Linked DNA regions of Astyanax mexicanus: region 2 is linked to region 1. The links are chromatin contacts, called in public Hi-C maps. All regions are on one chromosome and are shown on one strand. Each heading gives the region's core, a stretch centred on a gene start, on an enhancer-like site or on the middle of the called end of the contact. The rest is flanking DNA. Distances are from core to core; before and after follow the strand shown.

Evidence for each region. Hi-C and Micro-C count contacts between places; a contact is called where the count stands out from the background.
Region 2: a Hi-C map of muscle shows a contact between it and region 1, with 10 times the contacts expected there. The contact joins two enhancer-like sites. A contact is called at or near these places in 2 of 3 Hi-C or Micro-C datasets (both in muscle).

What each region holds. Positions count from the first base shown.
Region 1 is chr5:47,639,362-47,643,373 of AstMex3_surface, forward strand. All of the region lies in intron 7 of lpp (LIM domain containing preferred translocation partner in lipoma), which reads right to left. Among protein-coding and RNA genes, the nearest start is that of lpp, 230 kb to the right of the region's middle. Within about 2 kb of position 1,785, the one cell type or tissue checked has an H3K27ac peak away from gene starts, as active enhancers do.
Region 2 is chr5:47,764,262-47,768,110 of AstMex3_surface, forward strand. lpp (LIM domain containing preferred translocation partner in lipoma) reads right to left here. Exons shown (of 12, transcript XM_022675482.2): 4 at 1,842-2,035. The coding sequence starts at 2,031. Among protein-coding and RNA genes, the nearest start is that of lpp, 110 kb to the right of the region's middle. Within about 2 kb of position 1,905, the one cell type or tissue checked has an H3K27ac peak away from gene starts, as active enhancers do.

The DNA of each region.
Region 1 (4,012 bases), core at 535-3,034:
CAGTGGAATTAACTGATCTCCAAATTTATAGTTACATTTATAGTTAATTTAAAGTACATATACAGCTCTGGAAACAAATTGAGACCACTTCAGTTTCTGAATCAGCATCTCTGATTTTGCTATTTATAGGTTTATGTTTGAGTAAAGTGAACGTTGTTTTATTCTATAAACTACGGACAACATTTCTCCCAAATTCTCAATAAACATATTGTAATTTTGAGCATTTATTAGCAAAAATTAAGAAATGGCTGAAATACCAAAAAACAAGTTCATATTCATAAAGTTTTAAGAGTTCAGAAATTAATATTTGGTGGAATAATCTTGTTTTATAATCACAGTTTTCATACATCTTGGCATCATGTTCTCCTTCACCAGTCTTACACACTGCTTTTGAATAACTTTCATCACTCCTGGTGCAAAAAATTCAAGCAGTTTAGTTTGGTTTGATGGCTTGTGATCATCCATCTTCCTCTTGATTACATTTCAGAGGATTGTAATTTAGTAAAATTAAAGAGACTCATGATTTTTAATTGGCCTCTTTTTTCAGAGCTGTATAATTATAGTATAGTATAAACACAATACTTTTATATTTTAAGCAAAGTTTTTTAAAGCTTTTTATTTTCATTACTTAGAGTCTAAAAATACCAAAAAGCTATTTCATTAGAAACACTTACTGATTGTTATAAAGGGCCTTCTAATATTATTAGAACAGAAACAATAGTCTGAATATTAATGAGCTCTGTTACTTTACTCTCTCATTACTGCACTCTTTACTCACTGCTGCCGTATATTTTCTTCACTGACACCCAGATAACGTACTTTTATCATGTATGACCAAAAAGATCAGATTTGGGCCACTTTTACCTGCTGTGTGAACATAACCTTATAATACAATTCATATCAACAGCTATAATTTTTTTCATGAATCGTATTAATTTATAATACTATGAGAAGTTTGATTAGAGTATCTACTGAGCCACGGAGAGAGGGAATGGAAAAGTGTGTGTAGAATGTGAAAGAGAGAAAGAGAGAGAGAGAGGGAGGACGACAGAGATTGATCATGGCTATAATTTACTGTGGTGATGTCTGGCTGTGGAGCAGAAGGGTGTCAGTGTTTTATTATTAATGGGAGCACAGGACAACACACACACACACGTACAAAAACACACAAACACGCACTCAAAAACACACACACACACACACACACTTACACACACTCACACTAATCCCATTCTGACAAATGGAGGCAGTCTCAGCGCTGTGGTCAGCAGTTTGGGTCGTCTCCGGAACGGCGAGGCTCCAGAGGTGCGGGCAGTGTCCTGAAATGCCCTGAGGCGGTACCAGAGGGGGCGGAGTTTCCCGTGCACTCATTTAAAAGACATTAAAAGGGGCGGATCCAGAGCCAGCATGGCTGTTGGAGAGTTTAGAGTGAAGTAACAGCAAATCAGGGTAGTTCTGTGTGAAAGCTCGGGGGGGTGTACACCTGATTACATCACGCATTGGATGGGCTCACGGCGAATCAGATCAAGAGTGCCAGCATTAGACGGCACAGCGTTGGGTGGCATCTATGTTAGAACTGTGTAAAATCCATTAGACATTAGAAAATTAAAACATTCACAAAGTCTACTGTGCTGGAGGAGGGCCTTCCTCAGTCCTTAGTATGTTATCTATAGCATGTCTAGATATTTATGGGCATTCCTTTTAATGAATTTCTAAAGAATCCAGCTACTTTAAAAGGTCTCATTCCATATTCGCGCCCGCAATGTCGGTCTCCCGCGGCAGCACGATTAATCCCCTACCTATAGCCGCCCAAATAACCCCCACAGCAGCGTGAATAACGGCTGTCAAACTAGCTCTGTAAACAAAGTAAACAGAGCTGTTAGCTCCTCATTAGCTATAGCTCCTAATGCTGTAGCCCAGGTTCAGCTCTGTGGGCGGTCCTGAGCGGAGGTGGGCGAGGCCATGAAGTCATTGGTTGACGTAGACACCCTAACGTCTTTCTGATCAACTCGTATTTCTGAGGATTTTCTTTTACTGGCTACTGGAGACAAGGAAGACTGAAGAACAGTTTCACGCGCAGCATCATTTACAACTCAGAGACACCTATAATATTTCACAAAAAGCAAGAAAAAATTGATTTTAAGTTGCACTTGTAACAATTTAAAATAAGGGTACATTAATTAACAGTACTAACAACAACATATCTACCATCAACTAATTAAAATAACTGAACCAAGTTAATACATTGAGGGCCCTATCGTATAACCTGCGTAAAACGTGATGTGATACTCATTGCTATCTTACACCCCTTCAACAGTCTATTTTCATACCTTTTAAAATAATTAAAATAGAGTCAGAATTTAGGAATAGATCTACCCTGTGGTGGTCTGTAAGTGAGGTGTGTTCAGGTAAATTTCTGGCGTGTTTCTATTTTGATGGCGGAAAACACAGGAGCTCCACTGACTGATTAAAACCCTGACAACCTGACAGGTTAGTATCCTCTGCTGAGATGCACAAAAGCACCAAGCCAGAGAGCATCTGGTTCTTAAAGGGAAATGACAACTGGCACACTGATGACTGGGTTTATTTCACAATACACCCAAAACACACCCAAGATTAATTAAGAGAATTAGTACACGCCTTTTTTGTGTTTTGAGCCAAGCAAAGCATATTTTCTCTGCCCTCACTATACCAAATAATGTGTAATGTAAAGTGTTACTAGAACCTATTGATGACAATTCAAGTTACAGCAGTATAAAGGCATGTGTCAAAATGTAAACCATTTATTCAGATTCTAACACAAGATTTATGAAGACAGACCAAATATTAGTTTTACATTCATTCTTAAGCTTTTCAAATCAGAAATCATTATGTGTATAGAATACAGTTGTCTAATCTAACTGACATATTTTTCTTAGTGCAGTGAGTGCAGTGGAACGAGTACAAGGCACTTCTGACTGTTAGCACTGTGTGAACTGTTTACACCTCACATCATCATGTGCTCTTCATGATCAGATCATGATCAGATTTCAGCAGGCGTAAACACAGCCAGGATGCATTGTGCTCAAATTACGATTGGATCACTCAAACCACATTGGGAGGCGGTCAGAGACATATCCTGACCGTAAGTATAAAATGTACGGAATGTACGCTCTATACCTGCGTAACGTTATAAAGTTACGTTAGCGCAGCACTGGACATTTACTTATTGGCATCAGATCTGCATGACTGAATGGTGAGTATGCCAGTGAAACTGGCCTCAGTTTTTTTTCTCACCAGTCTAAACTTCTTCTCGAGTCCAGAGTGTAATCTGGACAGAAACTCAAGCAGCTGCCCACAGCCTGCTCTCCACCAAGGTTAACAATCACTGACTGTATTTACCGTATTTTTGCACTATAAGGCACACAGGATTATAAGGCGGACTATCAATAAATTTCTATTTTCTGCTCTATATTCGTACATAAGGTGCATTATGCAGCACTAGTAAGGAATAGGGGTGTCGCCATGTTTTCCTTCTAATTCAGCAGGTCTCACCGCTGGGAGGTGAGATGTGTAAAGCTAAACTAAGTTAAGTAAAACTATACATCTTAAAACAATCTTAAAAAGGAGCGCAGCGCTCTTTCGCACGGGGCACAGCCGACCGTGGCGCTCCTTTGGACGGGGCACAGCTGACCGCGGTGCTCCTTCACACGGGGCACAGCCGACCGTGGCGCTAGTTTTACTTAACTTATTTTAGCTTTATAGGTCTCACCTCCTAGTGGTGAAACCTGTAAAACTAAACTAAGGTTAAGTAAAACTATAAATCTTAAAACAAACATTTTCTTTTAAAGTCAAACAAGCACTGAATGTTAATCTACACAGATTTATATCCTGAAAACTGTTTATTTGGGTGAGTAAATCACTTCCGTTTATTTACAGTAAGCTTAGATTTCCAGATTTCCAATGAGGCTAGCTGCGGTTAGCAGCTAATGCCGCCCAACAGCCCTACACTATGGAACCCTGAGTGTTCCGA
Region 2 (3,849 bases), core at 655-3,154, 130 kb after region 1:
TGGGGTATGGCATAGTGTGCTTGGACCCAGTAATTGTCTCTTGCAAATGTATGATATTTACTGTAGTGAAAAAGTAAAGCTAAACATAAAATGGTAACTATATGGTTGACTATATGGACAAAAGTATGGGGCCAGCTGCTTATTTATTGTGTCTGACATCTGAAACCTATATATTAAGGATTGTTAATACCATTAAGAATGTGATGTGCTTGGACCCAGTAATTGCCATTTGTACTGTATTATACTGAGTGAAGCTCTCTTTGCAGTTATGATGGTGCACAGAAATCTTTTCTCTTTTCTGCTTTTGCTGGAGTAACTGTCTCTACTATCTAAAAGAGGTGGCAGAAGAGTTGGGTATATTTTTGGTACGGGCCTGGCTCGTCAGACACTGAGGATATGCCACTGCAATTGAATTTGCTCTTTCAAACGCCCTCCAGAATGTCCACATCACATGACCCCTGAGGTTTGGACATTATCCACTGCAGACAAAGTTCTGTTTTTAGGCTCTTTTATAAACTAAAGGAATATCCAGATTAATGAACACTCAATGTCGCTGATACTCAGACATGTTCACTAATTAAGTTAGCATGTTCAATTAAAACCCAAGACAGAGGGAGCCAGATAGGTATGACCTAAGAATAGGCGACATTAATGCAAATCAATAAGAAAAAAATTTAGAAATGTTGTGTTGTCAGTATAATAAAATTCTTGTTTTTTTAAAAAACAGAAAAAAATACAATAAAAAAAGCTGATGTCGGTAAGTTTTGGGATTTGGGATTTAGGGCCCTCTCTAGTAAAATTGGGTAATTGTACTGAACATGCGGAAGAACCGTTTTAAACTGGGCGGGTGTGATGCGGTCTCCTTTCAGAGTGGATAAATCCGATTCCAGATTATTGGAGGCAGAGCACACTCATTTAGAAACTTCACTTTTGGTTTTACTATGAGTGAATGAGCTACTGAGCTCTAAGTAGTTTCCCCTTCTGAAGTCTCCATTGCTCCACCAGTCGCTCGCGTTCAGTAAAACTGAGCCAGATCCTCTTTTAGAGGCTGTACGTGTGACGTAAGTGCATAAAAACATGTGACATGGCCATAAGAACTCCCGCGAAAAGCAACCTGACACCCCAGTTTTTAGAATGAATATATTAGGCTTAGCAAGGATGGTTGTTCCAGCATACTGGTACCATTAAACACAATATTTTATCCCTTCTCTACTCAGAAATAATACGGCCTGAAATAATATGAAACAATGCACAGAACAACTAGCATATTCAAAATAAGTAAAAACCTTTTAAGAGAAATTCAATAATAATGGACTTATCAATAAATTAATGAATAATTGAAAGAATTAATAAGTCTAGTAATACAATAGAAGAAGATAACATAATTTTTTTGTTATGTACAACCACATGGTGTCTACAGACAGTGTCCTACAGAATGTGGGGGCTGAACCCTCAACTCCATGCTCCTGGAACTGTGTGAAATACACTGTGATGCCATGGTGTCACCTAAACAGAAGTGTAATACATTCTGAGAAGCATAAGGGGTTAAATTACACCAATAAAAAGCAATTGTGTATTAAGCTCTTTACACAATATCAAGTGTGTGCTCATTTTCATTCTACTTTACACAGCCAGAACTGTGCTGGGGGTGTTTCTGCACAAACAGGTTAATGAAAGGATGTTTTATGTAGATGATGTACTTCGTTTCACTGACTAACAACAAAACAAAACCACAACACTTTAACCAGGGGGTGCTCAAACTTTTGCATATGACTTCACAGGTATCACATTTTCTTTAGTTTATGCAAAAACATTGTACAGGTCCCAAACCGTGGTCTTACCTGCACCCTCGAGTCCTCCCTCCGGCGATTTGTACGGGTTGAACTTGGGTTTAGGAGCAACCACAGGAGCGAACTTCTTTGGGGCCTGCTGCTGGGAGATGGAGATACTGGGGGTGCCCATCGGCAAACTGGTCTCCATTCTTGCGGTCACATGACCATGCTGGTCTCCGTCGTTCTGGCCACTCCACATGGTTCTGCAGCAAAGGAAAAATAAAGAGTAAACACTTTATAGTGATAATAATAAGAAGAAACGAAGCCAAAAATGTTCACCATGTTTTCAAATTTGCAATAAGAGTCTTCAGAGTAAAGTCCAGAGGCGGAGCTAGACTAGCATACTTATTTGGTACACCCAATCTCTCGTCCTGGACCAAGCATCTTGTCTCAGAGCATCTTATTTGAAGTTAATAAGGTTAATATTCCTCTAGGATCTTACACCCACCCTAAAAACTGTCTATTTTTTCTCTATCTTCGACCTGTATTGTTTAAAAAGCAACAATGCTTGTAAACATATCTACGCCAAGGGTCGTAGTGATCTCGAAACGAGGTGTGTTCAGACTTCAGAATTTCTGGTGTATTGCTATCTTGGCAATGGAAAACACAGGTGCGCATCTGAATGAATACAACCTAGACAGACGTCAACTGTCAGATGTTCATTGCACAATGCGGTAAATAAAGTAAAGTGAATGAAAAGTGACACGCTGATTGGTTTATTGCACACCAAGCCCTAAACACACCTATGATTAATTAAGTTAGTACAAGCATTTTGCGCTTTTCGAGCAGTGCGAGGCATACTTTTCACGCTTTTACAATAGCAAAGACACAACAATATACCCTAAATCAAGCTAAGTGGTGTTTGGTGATGGCTCATATTAAAGACCGCTAAAATTGGGTTCAAATATGTTTATTCACTGTAAGTATTGGAAACTGTCACGTTACACAGTGTGGAGTCTGGCAGGCAGTGCCAGTGCTCCAGGTCAGAACGCTGGTGAAGCTGTAATCTGATTCGTGTTCCCGTTTTGTAATCTGATCCGTGGTCAGCGCTGTAGTCCGGAGCCGCTCCGCGCTATAATCTAACCCATGCCTGAATTAGCAGCTAATCTCAGCGCTGAGGACCACGAATCTCTCACACACTACTGCTGAAAACACTGATCACCACCACCAATGAGCTCAACCCACGCCAACCTGAGACCCAGCAGAGTGATAAAGATTAACATTCACATCATACAGAATCACTACACACACACACACACACACACACACATACCAATATTACACACCAATAAGACACACCAGTGTTAATTTTGACAACAAATTTTGACTAAAGCAGTAGTGATTGGATCTCTTCCAAATCTTTCACAAACATTTCCCTACCTTTCAAAAAACTAAATCAGTTCTGATTGGATGTCCTCCCTGCCAAACATTTTTGTCTCGTTTTTATTCTGTGATGAAAATGTTATTATTTTATGCTGTTTTAATTTAGTTGTCGTCTCATTTTCGTCTTGAAAAATGGTTGTTGACTGTAAAACTATGACACAAATTATTTGTCAACGAAATTAACTCTCTCACACACACACACACACACACACACACACAGACACACAAGGCAAGGAAACAAATTACTTTAAAAAATGAAGCTCAGCCAATAAAAAAAAATTCAAGAACTTTTAAAGTATCCAAAAGTGCAGCCGCAAAGACCATCAAAAACATATGATGAAACTGGCTCTCATCAGGACCACCCAAGAAAGGAAGACCAAAAATATACTGCATATATAGAGTGATAGAGAGAGCGTGGGAAAGAATAATACAACAAAAAATAAATGCCACATATATACAAATATTCTACACAATATAGAATTTGAGATTGTTCTAATACAAACTCTCAAAATAAACATGATACTAATTATTATTTGTCACGACTATGTGGACCATGAATCCAGAATCCAGTGCTGAATTCTAGGTCCAAATTTAGGAAGAATCATGGTGTTTCTAATAGAGATGTGTGTAAAAA